Linked DNA regions of Mus musculus: region 1 is linked to region 2. Evidence: chromatin contacts called from public targeted proximity ligation data. All regions are on one chromosome and are shown on one strand. The core of a region is the stretch at or near the end of the contact, and the rest is flanking DNA. Distances in the headings are between cores, read along the strand shown.

Region 1 (7,116 bases), core at 945-3,444, 420 kb before region 2:
ATGTCTTCTCTTATTGTCAACTGTGCAGTTTTTCTGCTTAAGAAGCTGCGGTATGTTTGCAGGGTCAGGTGACTGCCTGCAGCTACTCTTGCTCGGTCTGTGGCAGCATCTAGGCTGACAGCCTTTTCTCCGCCTCCCCCACCCACTCGATGGGCTCTTTACAGACTAATGAGCATGGTGAGGACATTAGAGCTATTTTTGTTTTACAAATAGATATAAATCCTTTGAACGACACCCAATGTACCCTATGCCCTTAGCTATTATGTATTATTTATATCAGGATTCTTTTCGAAGTGTTTTCTATGCACAAAATACATACTTAATAAATACCTGTTGTGCTACCAGAGATGAATGTAGTTTAAGATTAAAATGATCTAAAACTAAAGATTCATAATATCCAGAATTCTATGACTATAGATGAATGGAGATTGGTATACCATAATGAGATTTTAAAATATTACTCTGGCTGTAGTCAGTAAAATTTAAATGCATATTTCCTTTAGTCCAGAGAGTCTAAGTGTGTATTTTGGGCAACCTTTTTGTGCTTTGAAATGTATGTACAACACATGTAGTTGTGAAAAATTAGAAAGCTAAATATCCACAAGTAGAGTTTTCAGTAAATTGAGAGTTACCTGTTTCCTGGAGACTATGTAAGAGTTTAAACAAATAGGACAGACTGTAAAGATTAAAATGAGTGTGTGGGGTGAAGAGCTGGTAACAGAAAGTACTAATATGGGATTATCATTTTTGCTTACAGAACTTCGCTGTTGGATATGTGTAAAAAATGCACTCCAGAGAGTGTGAAAGGTTATACACGGGCTCAGTGGTCAATTCTGAAAAATGAAGAGGGATAGGAAAGGCCAAGAGAGATTTACGATATTTTCCAAACATTTAAAACTTTACACAAGTGGCACGTATTAACACTTACTTAGAAATTTAAAACAGAGGACGGTAGTTTTCTCAGCGAACGTACATTAAAATGTTTTTATATCGACAGTAGACATGAAGGCATACACCCTACGCTTTCACGAGGTTTAAGACAAGCATATTTCAGTAATTAATAGTCGCCTTACACGTTTTTCCTGTCATCATTCTTACTAAAGCTGAACTTGCTGGAATGTCCTTGGTTCCCGGCAAGCTTCCTGTGCTTCAGGAAAGGGCTGATTTGACATCTGGGAGGGATGTGTGTGATACCAACATTCTTGTAGCCGTGGAGTACCCAGCCAAAGCCTGCCTTAGGACTGCTACATCCTTTATCATTGTCGTGTGACAAGTGAAGGTGACAGGAAATAAGTAAACAGAAGCACTGCGATTCAATGGGAAAGCAAACAAACAGGAAAGAGTAATAAGGAGACTGATTTCTTCCCTCTAACAAGTCGCTGTCAATTCTCAGGCAGCATTTCCTGTGTCAGACAGGGGAATTTAAAAAGTCCAAGACTTGTCTGGACTTCAGTTTGAGAAGCACTACCTAGTCTATTACTTTTCTAGACTACCCTAGACTACCACATTGGATGGCTTATATCAGTAGGAACTTATTCTTTCATAAATCTGAAAACTAGGCTTCCCAAGGGGTTGGCAAGGGTCAAGCTTCGTGTGAAGTTTCGGGGTGAGAGGATTCCTTCGTTGCTTCTTCCAGCTTCTGATGGCCCCCAGGTCTCTTTAACCTGTTCCTCTTTAGGAAGATGTGTCACGGTGACCTCTGCCTCCAATTCACATAGCCTGTGTTCCTGTGCATTCCTAGGAATTCCTGTCATTCCAGGTCAGGGTTCACCTTAGTGCTTTCATTTGTTGCTTGATTAGCTCTGCAGAGAGAGTATTTTCCAACGAGCATTTCCACATCCATAGGAAATAGTGGTTAGGACTTCAACATATTTTCTCGGGAGACCCAATTCAATTTGTACTAGACTGGCTGAAGTTTGATCTGTTGTGAATGATGTAAGTTTTTTTTTTTTTTTTAAGAAAGCAACTTCCAGGAAAATGAATTTAGATATGTGCTCTTGTAGTGGGCTTCAGAATATACCAGCAACGAAAGAATCAATAGAAAGCACTTTCTCAACAGCAGCTGCCTCTCCTTAGAGGAGCACACCTGCCTTCCATTCATCAGCTCTCACGATGGGTAGATAAAGAGGCATAGTTTCAAGACTTCCAAAAGAGGAGGCACCAGAGGGAAAGATTTAGAGGAACACAAAGGTCTAAAGACAAATGGGCATTTGCTTTAATGCTGGAGACTCAGCTAAAGGTTCTGTGGCATGACTTTAAATAGGAGAGCGTCATCATGGAGCAACAGCATATCCCAGTAGTGTTTTACAGGAATTGTTAGGGAGGAGGGGCTAACCAGAGCCAGCACTTGCCTATGGCTGCCTCCCCTGTTTTCCTCCCTCTACTGGTCCACTCCTCTGCAACTCCAGGTATGAGAACCCAGACATTACTCTTACGGTGGTTGCCTCAACCCCAGAGTATGGGTGATCTCACTTCCTGCAAACAAAAAAGGGATGTATGGTCTATGACTCTCAATTCCAAATTCCCTGGAAGGGAACTTCTGGTTCTGCTTGAGTCAGGTGTTCATTATGCTCCAATCAACGGAAACAGAGAGGGGCACACACTAACTAGGCAATGGAGGCTGGCACTTCTAGCCATTATGTTCTTTAGAAAGAAGCTAGGCTTGGGAGAAAGAGTGTACACTTTAGTCTCAGAAGTCAATACTTTCTACATTGGCACTTCAGTATGGACATTTTCTATTTTTAGGTTGTCACATTTATTTTTATACATGTATTTACATATGTGTGTGTGCACACGCCCACAGGAATGTGAGTTGCACCCACCGTAAGAGATATGTAGGGGTCAGAGGTCAACTCACCGGATTCAGTTCTCTCCGTCTATGTTCAAGCTTCAGAGGAATTTCCTCAAGTGGTCAGACTTGGTGACAAACACATTTACATGTTGAACTTTCCACCTGAATTTCTGCTTTTCACAGTAGATCTTGCAACGTATTGTTTTCAAAAATAACAATTTGTGGGCAGGTAACTCTCACTGTCTTTAGTCAACTCTTGTGTTGTTGACACTGCTGTCTGTGATCCCAGATGCTCAGCGGCACAGGGGGTTCGTGAGTTCAAGCCCAGCTCGGTGCACATTGTAAAACTACATTTCAAAAAACTTTTTTTTCCCCTTTGTTCAAAGTAGAGCAAAGTTGCACTTGACATTCTGTGTATTTAGACAGATAATTACCCTAACCTAAAAGGGTTTACATAGTGGAAAACTATTTGGTTCTCATGTACAGTCTGCTCATGTCAAAGGAAAGGAAGTTTTGTTCTGCAGAACACAAAGACTGTGAAGAGGACCGATGTCAGAATGAGGGTGTACTGAGGCAGACCTGTGATTGATTTAAAGTAAGACAATGTTGTTCGCTTGTCTGTTTACCTGATTCAGACACCCTGTTTATAATCCTAGACCTAAAATAAATTAGCCTCTTTCCATAGCTACTACTTCCTCTTTTTTTTTTCCTTCAGAAAATCATATTTTCTCTATTTTGGAATGAAACAAAATACTTTTTGGACCCATCCTCAGATCTTGGTATGAGTCTGCCAACCAGAGACTTTCTCAAATCTTTCTTTGGCTTGAAACATAGTTAACACTTAGGGATGATGGCTCCTCTGGGGGTGGTGCTCCACTCTGAGACTCCAGCACTCTGGAAGCAGAGCAAGTTCCACCCCAGCTACACAGTAAAATCCTGCCTCACCCCAAGACAAACGACACAACCAACTAAAATAAATAAAATGCAGCAGAATACTAAGCAAGCAAACAAATGAGAAACAAAGAGGTTGTCATTATCTTGTTCAACGACAGGTTTTTTTTTTTTTAAAGTGTTTCTCTCTTCTCGTTTCCTCTTCAAGATGGGGTCTTCCTTTGTACTTGAGACTTGCTTTGAAACTGCTATGAAGTCCAGGCTATCCTCAAACTCATGACTATTCTGCCTCAGTCTCCCATGTGCCGGAGTTAGAGACTTGAAATATTGTGACCAGCTCTGATACAGTTGGTTTCTTACATTTAAAAAATCATAGCATAGGGAGTTTTGGTAAGCGTGTGGGATAGAAGATGTCTCTGTAAGATATATTGAAAGAGCAAAAGGATATATTGAGTTAGCATAAGGAAAAAAAAAAACAACAAAAAAAAACCTAGATGCTCCTCCAGACCTGTGAAAAGCCACAAAGATAGTGTAGGTTACTGAAAAGAAACATCAATAGAGCCCCAGCCAGGTGGCCATCCCTGGTGGGGGAAGGGAAACAAAAGCCTAGTTCAAGAGGTCAATCAGGTCGCTCTGGTGGGAAAGCACTATAAGCCTTACCCTCGGGATAAGCCCGTAGGCCTAGAAAGCCTCAGATCCAGTTGCTGGCGTTGGTGAAATAGTGGTCCTCTGGTGGATGGGCCAGCCATGGAGACACTATCATTGCGTATGACTCAGACGACAGGGACTGGGTTCTACCCGAAGAAGGAAGCTGTTGCTTAACGCTGAGCTTCCCTAGGGTCCTGCGTACAGAGACAACCGCAGGAAAGAGAGACTGAAGCTAACTAGTCACAGTTCCAGGGAGTGAGTCAGCCTCTGGAGGCACCTTTGGAGTGTGGGAGAACTCGATGCTGATAAGGCAAGAGTGAAGGGGTGGGGGTGGAGTGTTGGCTCAGGGCGTAAAGGAAAGGTAGCCTTGTCCTCAGAGACGAAGAGATTTGCCTTGATGAAACTGAGAATGAGTCTGGAGTTTGATGGCCCTGAGACTGAAGGCCAGTGTGTGGATCAGCTTTTGCTGTCAGCTATCAGTCGTGTATGGGGACTGTTTCAGCTCCACTTGGCTTCTTGACACTCAAGCGGTACCCCTGAAGCCGATCAACGCTTAAGAGGTCCCGAGAGTACAAAGACTAGTCCTTGGTGTGTAGAGTTTTCAGGGATTTCATTTTCTTCTCCCATTTGGAAGAGATCTTCTGCTGGAACACTAACCGCCCAAGGGAATTCAATCTGGGGAGTCTCAAGAGGGAGAGAGACTGTCCAGACTACATTCCATAAAGGCAAGTATGGCCAGGGGAGGCCTTGGACAGGCAAGGAAGGGAAGGTACCCTAGTGAGCACAACTCTGGCAGACGTGGGTACTTGCCCAGGACCCGTGCAGGAACAACAGTATAAACTATAGGAACTACAAGCCCACAGACGTGGCTGACCCCTCCCATGCATTTTACTGGCAGCCTTGAGTTTCCAAGGATCAAGAGAAGCTGAGTCATCCCTATCTTGTAGTCCCTCCTCCCTTTCTTTTACTAATACTTTCAGCAGTATTTTAAATTTATTTTGCTAATATTTTTTGGATTAGCTTTTAGATTATCTTTGTGCATTTAGTGATGTTTACAGATTTTTCTCATTACTGGGAGATATTTTTCTTTTTTTTTTTTTTCTTTTTTCTTTTTTTTTTCCGAGATAGGGTTTGTCTGTGTAGCCCTGGCTGTCCTGGAACTCACTTTGTAGACCAGGCTGGTCTCGAATTCAGAAATCCACCTGCCTCTGCCTCCCAAGTGCTGGGATTAAAGGCGTGCGCCACCACCGCCCAGCTGAGATATTTTTCTTTTTCTCACTCTTTATAAAGTTCTTTCTTTCCTCTTCCTCCTCTTTTTCCTCCTCCCCCTCCCCCCTCCCCTGCCTTCTGCTCTTGTCTTCTTTTCTTTTCGTTTCTTTTTTTTTCTATTATACATTTAGTGGTTATTTTGTCTTTGTCATATCGTTTTTAAAATCCACGCTTAATTTTTTTGTCACTTTCTTATGTTTACCACTTTTTGGTTTTGAGCTTTGTACGGTCTGTGATTACAATGGAGCTTTCTGGGTTTTATCTTATTTTTATTTTTCCTGACGCCTTGCTCTACCCTCTTGCCCTCTAAAACACTCTCCTCTCCTCCTCCGCTTATTTTCTCTCATATTTATTTAATCTTATTTCGGTTTTTGGTTTGCTCTTTGCCTGCCTTTCCCCAGCATTCACTGCTTCCACCTTTGCTCTAAATACTTTTTAGGTTCACAGTACAGTACAGTAGTTTTGCCATTTTCTGTTTTGTTTTATGGATATTAGTGATATGTTATTGAGTTTTTTTTAAAGCACGTGTCTTACTTCTATGGTTTCATGTTCCTCGTAGTGTAGTAGTTTGTTTTATTTTCTGTAAGTGGTATTGAGGCTTCAAAGACATGCTGTTCAACAATAAGAATCCAAAATAAAACCAGAAGAACCATTCACACCATCAGAAATGCAAATCACAGTGAAACACAAGACTTCAAAGGGGATGGATGACCTCAGAGATGGCACAGACAAGTAAGGAATTCAAGTAGGACCTGAAGAGGAAAATCCACAGACAAGAGGAAACGATCAGCAGAAAGGGTGAGAAAGTCAACAGGATTGATGGAGAACCGAAAGTTAGCAAGGAAATGGAGAGATTGGGATAAAGCCAAACAGAAGCAATGGAAATGACAACTGCATGAAAACAAACAGACTGAAACGTAAAGCGTAATCAATGGACTTAAGCAAGCAGAGGAAGAACATCATGGATGAATGGATGCCAAGGCAAAGGTCAGGCTGCATCCAAATACAGTAAGAAAACAGGATCGTGGTACAGTGGCCAAGACTCTGGGATATCATCAATGGTCTAAACCCACGAATCTGTGGAATGGAAAAAGGAAATGAGACGTAAAACTAAAGATATAAAGAATCTACCCAATTAAATTATAACATAACTTTCCCTCCCTCCTAAAATCTAGAGCAACAGGCAGACATCCAAGGAAAAGCCACTTCTCATCTATCATAATCAAGATTTTGGGGATGCAAAGGAAAGGATAATAGGAAAGGTTTCAGGGGAAATGCCAAATCATCAACACGAGTGGTTGTTGTTGGACAAGCATGTTTCCATACCACGGAGACACCGCAGCAACAATCCTAAAACACGGCGCAGTATATATCATGCTCTGAGAGCACAAAACCTTTCCGCTAAGGTCACTCCCTCCACCAAAGCTCTCTCTTAGCTCTGACAGAGAAGTAGACATACAAGACAAGCACATGACAAGTTTATGACTAGCAAGTCCAAAAATACAAAGCAAAACAGA
Region 2 (7,651 bases), core at 1,512-4,011:
TTACAAGCAACCATATTTTCCCAGGAGGCTTTGTTATTTTCCAAGAACTACAACTCCCAGCATTCCAGAAAGTTACAGACCCTTGAGTTTACAGGTTTAACTTACAGGATTTACTTAGGGGGTGGACCTTCATCTGCATGAGATTGTGAAAATGGGAAGAGAATGTCTTTCACATCGTCCAGTTATCCCTTTGTAGTTGGCTAGGTGGATGAAAGGCTAGGCGTCCAGACAGAGGGCCCAGGGGTTAAGAGTACCTGAGGCTCCTCCAGAGGATTCGAGTTCTATTCCCAGCACCCATATTGGGCTACTTACAACTGCTTGTAATCCCAGATCCAAAGGATCTGACATCGTGTTCTGGCCTCCTCCTTTCCAAGCATAAGCACAGCACACAAACATGCATGCAGACAAACTATCCATACACATTAAAAAAAGAAACAAACAAAAAGCATGACTATGTCTTTTTTACAGCAACCTAGTTTGCCTCTGTGGAAAGGCAACTTAGGACGGGAAGAGCTGTATGTGTATCTTATTAAATATTTCTAATAACCTTGTTTAATCTTACCAACACACTCACAGTTCCACAAGCACTCACCTCTACATTACTACCCCCTTGGGTGATAAGCCTTATAAAGATAAAACCTCTTTTCCTCAAGCCTCAGTTCCTTTATTACATTAATAATCGATAAGCAAAAATCCAGAAGTACCAAGAATAAATTCCCAATTTCTTCAATTAAAAAAAAAAAAAAAAGGTATTCAAAGGAGTGGTGGCTTGGAGCACACCTTTAATCCCAGGGCAGAGGCAGGTAGAGCTCTGAGTTCAAGGCCAGTCTGGTCTACAGAGTAAGTTCTAGGACAGCCAGGACTACACAGAGAAACCCAGTTTCAAACAGATAACAAGACAAAACCTTATTCACAATAAAATTCCATCTTTAGACTGAAGTATGAGCACCTGCTCTTGTGGCTTTAAGCCTTAAAAAGAGGATGCTAGAGAAACCAGCCAGAGCCCCACTGTCTTCAGTCACCTGAGGCACCCAGAGAGGAGAAAACTCATGGAGGCAGAACACAGAGGTACAGAGGCAAGTGGAGAAGATAGAAATGGCTGCTTAACATTTATGAGGGATTTTTTTCTAGTGACAAAATGTTTTTGGAACCAGATGGATGTGCCGGGCTTGAAGGATATGGAAATGTTCTAAATCACCACTTTTAACATGGTTAATTGTGTGTGAGGTAGATTTCACCTTCAAAGAGAGAAATATGGGAGATCTAGGCCTTGGTATGACATTTGTTTTGTTAGGAGACAGTTTCGAGTCCAGCCATCTCAGGAACAACTTCCATCCTACTGGCAGAGTTCCTGTTCCCAGGCCCCGGAACCAACGCCTGTCTGGCTTCTTCAGGTGCTTCATGTTTGTCTGCTCATCAGTAAAGGATAGAAAGAGGGAAGTTGCCGTATCCCATTATCTAAACTAAGGGACACAAGTAGTAAATGTGTTGCCTGTCTTGACTTAGTTGACCGTATGCAGCTTGTCTGTTCCATTGTTCCCTTATCACCCTAGATTCCACGCCAGAGTCCAGGAGGGGACCTGGCTGGAAAGACTGAATCAACGACCCTGATGCGTCCTGGATAAGGCCCAGCCATCAAAGTTAACTGCCTTGCTTATCCCCTTGTGTCAAAGTATGATTGGCCAATGCAACAGCCCACCCCAATCTCCTTGCTTTGTGTACCCATCCTATATAAAGGTTATTCAGTGTCCCTTCGGGCCCTTCGGGGACCCTGGTTCAGATCCCGAACTGGCCTCCCCCTGATCCTGCAGAGAACAAAGCTTTCATTTTTAAGCTTCTGTCTCTGAAGTGAGTTCTCTTGGCTTCCACCCCAACCCACAGTTTCAGGGAGTGAAATACTCACCACTAAGCATGAAGGCCTGACTTCAGTCCCTGGCACCCACGTGGTAAGAGAGAGCCAACTCCCACAAGGTAGCCTCTACTTCCCACTTCATTAAATGTTTAAAAAAAAACAGAACAGAACAATCTGGATATAGAAATAGCTAGATATTTTTAATAACTAGATATCTAGATATTAATAATATAGGTTATACATAAAATATCTCAATACTAATAATCAATAACACAGTGGTAGTATACTTGCCTAGCAGGTAGAAAGCCCTGGATTTGATCCCCAGAACCGCATAAAACTGGCCTGGGTGCACTCTCTATAATCCTAGAGTTCTGGAGGAAGAGGGAAGAGGGTAAGAAACTGAAGGTCAGGCTCATCTTGCCAGTGAGCTCAAGGTCAGGCTGGGCTATAGAAGGCCCTTCCCTAAACAAAAACAAACAAAATGTATGTGCTACATATGATTCAGGAATGGCTTTGGGAAATGGGATTTTAAGATTTCTTAGCTCCAGAGACAGATGCCTGCCCAAGTTCGGTCCCAGTAAAACTACCTCTGCTATATACGCAGGCCCCTTGTACTTCCTATTCCAGTAGCTCCAAGTACTGTTAGAATATCCGATCTCCGCTCTTTAAGGAAAACCAGCAGCTCTTCAGCAGAGATGTCGATTCTTTTTATTTCATTTCACTCTATGTGTATGGGTGTTTTGACTGCACGTATGTCTGAGCACTGTGTGTATGCCTTCGTGCCTGAGGAGGCCAGAAGATAGCACTGGAAGCCCTAGGACTGAAATTACAAACAGCTGCCTTGTGGACCTCGAGAGCAGCGGTTCTCTGAGTCACCTTTGCAGCCCCAGAAGTTGATTCTTCAGAGAAAACAAAGGAAGTGGCTTATTCATAGCCTAAAAGGCTGTGGTTGTTTGTCTTTCGTTCTGAGGCAGGATCTCTCTATGTAGCCCCACTTGGCCTTGAATAATCCACCATTCTGCCTTAGACTCCTTGTGCATGCTGGGATTATAGAGGAATTGGAACACACCTATAACAGCATACAGTTTTTAGAACCATTGTCTTCCCAGACCCCAGGATATCTTCACTATGTGTCAGAGTAATTGTTGTGGGACTCCTGTGAGTCTGGGACACCAAGTTTAGAGAGTTAGAGGCAAAAGCCTGAATGATAAATGGACGTCTGTTTTTATTGCCATCCTAAAGTGCAGTCCCATTGGCAAAGAAATTGTGCTTTGTTTAGGAAGCAGAACAGAGCATTGTCAGATCCAAGGGATATTCCATCCCACCCCCTCAAAGGGTAGACCTACTGATTTGATCCAAAATTGAGTCTAGGCTCAGCTTAAGCTAGACTCTAGAAGGACTTCTGGTGATTAGATAGAAGCCAGCAGGAATAAATTCATCTACTTCTCTCTGCCCTAAAATCTAGGTGTGTGTGTGTGTGTGTGTGTGTGTGTGTAAGAGTGTGTATGAGTGTGTGTGTGTATGTGTGTGTGTATGAGTGTGTATATGTGTGTGTATGAGTGTGTGTGTATGAGTGTGTGTATGAGGGTGTATATGTGTGTGTATGAGTGTGTGTGTGTGTGTGAGTGTGTGTATGTGTGTGTATGAGTGTGTGTGTGTGTGTGTGTGTGTGTGTGTGTGTGTGTGTGTGTGTGTGTGTGTGTGTGTGTGTGTGTGTGTGTTGGTGTGTGTTTGTGTGTGTGTGTGTGTGTGTGTGTGTATGAGTGTGTATATGTGTGTGTATGAGTGTGTGTGTATGAGTGTGTGTATGAGGGTGTATATGTGTGTGTATGAGTGTGTGTGTGTGTGTGAGTGTGTGTATGTGTGTGTATGAGTGTGTGTGTGTGCACGTGTGTGCGAGTGTGTTAGGGCTGAGCATCCCAGTGTGTTCCCTGTATGTATAACCAGATGGGTGAGGGGGAAAAACTATTTCAAAGCATTTTTTGCTGCTACAAACTCGGAGCCAGGCAATGGAACAAATGTCAGACTCTTCCCACTCACTCACTCTTAGTGTGAAATAGAGTAGTCCTGGAGACAAGAGAAGGGAAACTTTTGACACAATTATGCATGCCCCTTACACAGAAAATGAATGGCTGTCTTATCGGTTCACTTTCTTCCCACTCTAGAGATAAGAATCCAGTTTATAACTTGATTCTCAGGCAGAAAAAAAATTTATGGTTAGCAAGTATATCCTTCAGGGCTTAGAGGTTAGGGCGCTGGAGCTGTGGCAGGCAGCCTGTGAGTGGGCTCCAGTTTGTAACTGTTGTGTTTGGCTCATACAGGGATCTCTTTTTTAACTGAGTTGGGCAACGTTAGCAAAGCAAAACTCTCACATGTGTATCTCAAGTTCAGCCCTTTGTTGGGAAAACACAAGATTCAGCTCGGATAACCAACTATGGCTGATTTAGGTTGTTCTCTGGGTTGCAGTTCACCCCAGTCCTTGTCCCCACAGCCCACACCCCATCCTACCCACAACCTCAGGTGCATGTTAATAGAGAACTGTTTGCCCCTTCTGCCAGAGACAAGGGAAGCCAACTGGATGGGAAGTGGTTTCACAAGTTCCTGAGGGAAAACCGACGTTTACCTAGTGGCCGGAAATCATTCTACAGTCTAGTCTGAGGTGGGCCAAAACTGTCTTTTCTGGACATAGGCACTCCACAAGACCTAACAGAAGCAGCTATGGAAGCTAAGGTTCTTGCCTACCAGGGGCTAATCCTACAGCCATAGGCTTAATCCAGAGGGTGAACTGTAAACCATGGCCGAGAGGCAGACCAGAGCCAAAGCTTCATGCCCATTCCAGCCTCAAGGAAAATTGTTACAAAGTTGGACACCCCATCTTAAAAACACAGATAGAGTAAGTTCCAGAGCTGACTGCTAGGATCTCCTGAGTCTTCAGCTCAGCTTTCGGCTTTGACTCAGATATGAGTGGGTAAGGAGTCCAATTCTTCCTCGCCTGAGAGACCCAATTCAACCTTTCTGAGAAATCTTCACTGTCCACCTTGAGAGACTTGTTGAGATGAAAAGTCTTGGCATCAGCCTGGAGGCACGCCCTGAAGAGGCTTGGGCACAGAACCTGCAGCACTTTCCCTTTTCTCTCGTTTACAGATGGATTGTTCAACTCCATCTGTCTTTCAGAAAGCCATAACACGTACATAAATAGATTTCTAGTGTCAACCCAGCTCTTCCAGAGATAGCATCTGCTACAGAGCAAACCATCAATAGTCTTTTGGATAGCTTTTCACAAGTTAGGGCTTCTTTGGACATGCCAGCCTTTTGATTTTCTCCAGAGCCCAAGAAGTGTCCTGCCCCCACTGATGGCTTCCTGCCAACAGGAACAAGGGCTGTCCTTGCCTGTTTTTGTCCCTCCCTTGGCACAGTACAGGGTCTTTGACATTAAGACTTGACCTAGAACCTGAAACTTGGTATTTCTGTTCTTGTCAATCGATGTTCGGGGGTTCTTTAGTTTTTGTGGTCCTAAAAATATCTTTAAAACTCATTGTTTATTTTTATACTCCTCATGTCCCTGACCTATAAGCGGTCCTAAGAGAATCCAACAATTATCTGTGCTCTTTGAAAGGAATTTTTTTAAGCTTGGGGGTTAGGAGAAAGATAGAAGCAAGCAAGGAAATGGGAGAAGAGCTTATTTCAGCGAAGCAATCTTTTCTCTCATGGAACAAATCCCTGATCAATCGATTGGTTGATCTCTTCAGGACTGCAGAGTCACCTCAGCTTCTCTCAGCTCTCTTCTCGCAAGTGTGTTCCTTCACAGAGAGAGGAAACAACTCAGTCTGGCTCTCTTTGATGTTCCCCTCAGAGCAAGCAATGGGGTCTGTCCTGGCCTCTTTAAAACAGGCCATTTATTTTGAAAGATTTACCGATTTATTGTATGCCTATGATGTGTGTGGTTGCATGTGGACCACAACAAAGCTGTGATGGTCAGAGGGATGGCTTGTGGGAAATGATTCTCTCCTTCGGCTTCTGGGAAGCAAACTCAGGTCATCAGACTTGGTAGCAAGAGCCTTGACCCGCCAGGCCATCTCATCTCCATGGGCCTGCAGCCATCTGACCACTGCTGCCTGAGGGAAGTTCCAGACGGAGGGAGGGAATGGGTAGAATTCTGTTGCTTGGGACCTCACAAGCTTCATTCAGGAAAAACAGAGGAGCCGTGTTGTACTATGAAGTTGGCCTGAACAGGCCCAAGCCATGCCTTTTGGTCTTGGCTGACATAGAACTCTGGTGTAGCTAGAGGTAGGTAAGGAAGTTGCTGAATTTCTGGTTTGTTTTAAGATGAAATCTCATGACATGGCCCAGGCTAGCCTGGGACTCACAAAATAGTCTGGTCTAGCCTCAAATTCTCAACCCTGCTGCCTTTGCCCCTCTGCAGACATTTATACTTCTTTGCCACGCTTGTCTGAAGCAAGGCAGTAGAGAAGAACAGAAGAAAACGTAGGAGGGACAAGGGACCAAAATTCAGGGGAGCAGCCTTTATCCACGGCACCATTAGGGACAGGATTAGGTTAAGTGTATATGGCATGGTGGTCTGAAGCTCCCAAGGTAACCTGCAGTCACAGCGTACTGATTCTCCTACGTAACTATGTAACGCTGGAGAGTACCATATTTCCCAGGGACTGGATGAGGCCCTGCTCACATGGGTATGGAGGGATAAACTTTATTTATTCTGTTATCTCTCAAAGTAATCAGCCACTGTCCTGGGGACTCTGCCATCCCTTTATTGCAATATTAATCACGTCGCTTGTTTGATGGGATGATTGTCCCTCTCTGGAGAGAGGAGAGAGGATTTGTTGATGGAAACTCCCATTTTTCTACTTGGGGAGGTGTCATGTTTCACCTGTATTAGGCAGAATAGTTGTTATTCCTGTTTGGCAAGGCGCTAGAGGTTGTTTATGCAGGGAACTCTAAACAGACAAGGGCGGAATGGCATTGGAAGGGTGTGTTTCCCTTGAAGCGGGTGCCAGTGCCTCCCTGCAGAGTTTCGGTACCCATTCACTGCAACCAACTCAGCCGCCAAGAAACCCAGAAGCCCAAGGGATGGACAAAAGGGAAGTTGGAAGGTGGACTCTGCTCTTACGTCTAAGAAGCACTATTTGTGATTTCTCTTAGATTTGTGTGCACTTGAGGTGCTGGGATCTGACCAAGAGCTTTACAGTGAGAACTCTTCCGGAGCTCTGCCAACCTGTCTTTTCTGTTCTTAGAACTAGAGCTATCCATAAAACCGTTCTCTAATGTTCTACCTTGATTTGAAGACCACGAACAACACATCCTTCCATCTGAGCCTCATCAAAACACCAGTGAATGTTGGGACCACCTCTACCCCTTCATTCAGGAGCCTGGAAATCAAGTGTAATGTGACTTGCCTGACTCCAGAATTGCTTTGGCTGACAGAAACCAAGTTTCACACACACACACACACACACACACACACATCTTATTTTGTTTGTTGGTACACAGTAAAAGATACGGTAGCTTCTCTTTGGTATATTCTATGAATTTCCCCTGAAGAGAGGTACAGGAACCCCCCAAAAGAAAAGTCACATATCCTGGTCATGATGTGCTGGTAGCAGGTGACCACAGGGGAATGTTGCGTGTAGTTTTAAATGTTACCAATGTTCCGTCTTTGCCCCAGAACAGTCACAAGTGCCCACCCGGCCTCCCCTTTTTCTACCTGCCTTTAGGTCTGAGAGGCGACCTCACTACTAGGCCCCTCCTGAGACCCTTGAATCGGAGGATAAAAGACACACA

The links.
Region 1: a contact with region 2 is called in a targeted proximity ligation map of pancreatic cancer cells. A contact is called at or near these places in 1 of 39 promoter capture datasets (the C10 cell line) and 1 of 130 datasets of targeted methods (pancreatic cancer cells).

What each region holds. Positions count from the first base shown.
Region 1 is chr19:29,237,202-29,244,317 of GRCm38.p6, forward strand. It overlaps Gm41829 (a long non-coding RNA gene), which reads right to left. Exons shown (of 2, transcript XR_877802.2): 1 at 4,343-7,116; 2 at 856-4,098. Among named protein-coding and RNA genes, the nearest start is that of Gm41829, 4.7 kb to the right of the region's middle.
Region 2 is chr19:29,657,165-29,664,815 of GRCm38.p6, forward strand. No RefSeq gene overlaps it. Among named protein-coding and RNA genes, the nearest start is that of Ermp1, 13 kb to the left of the region's middle.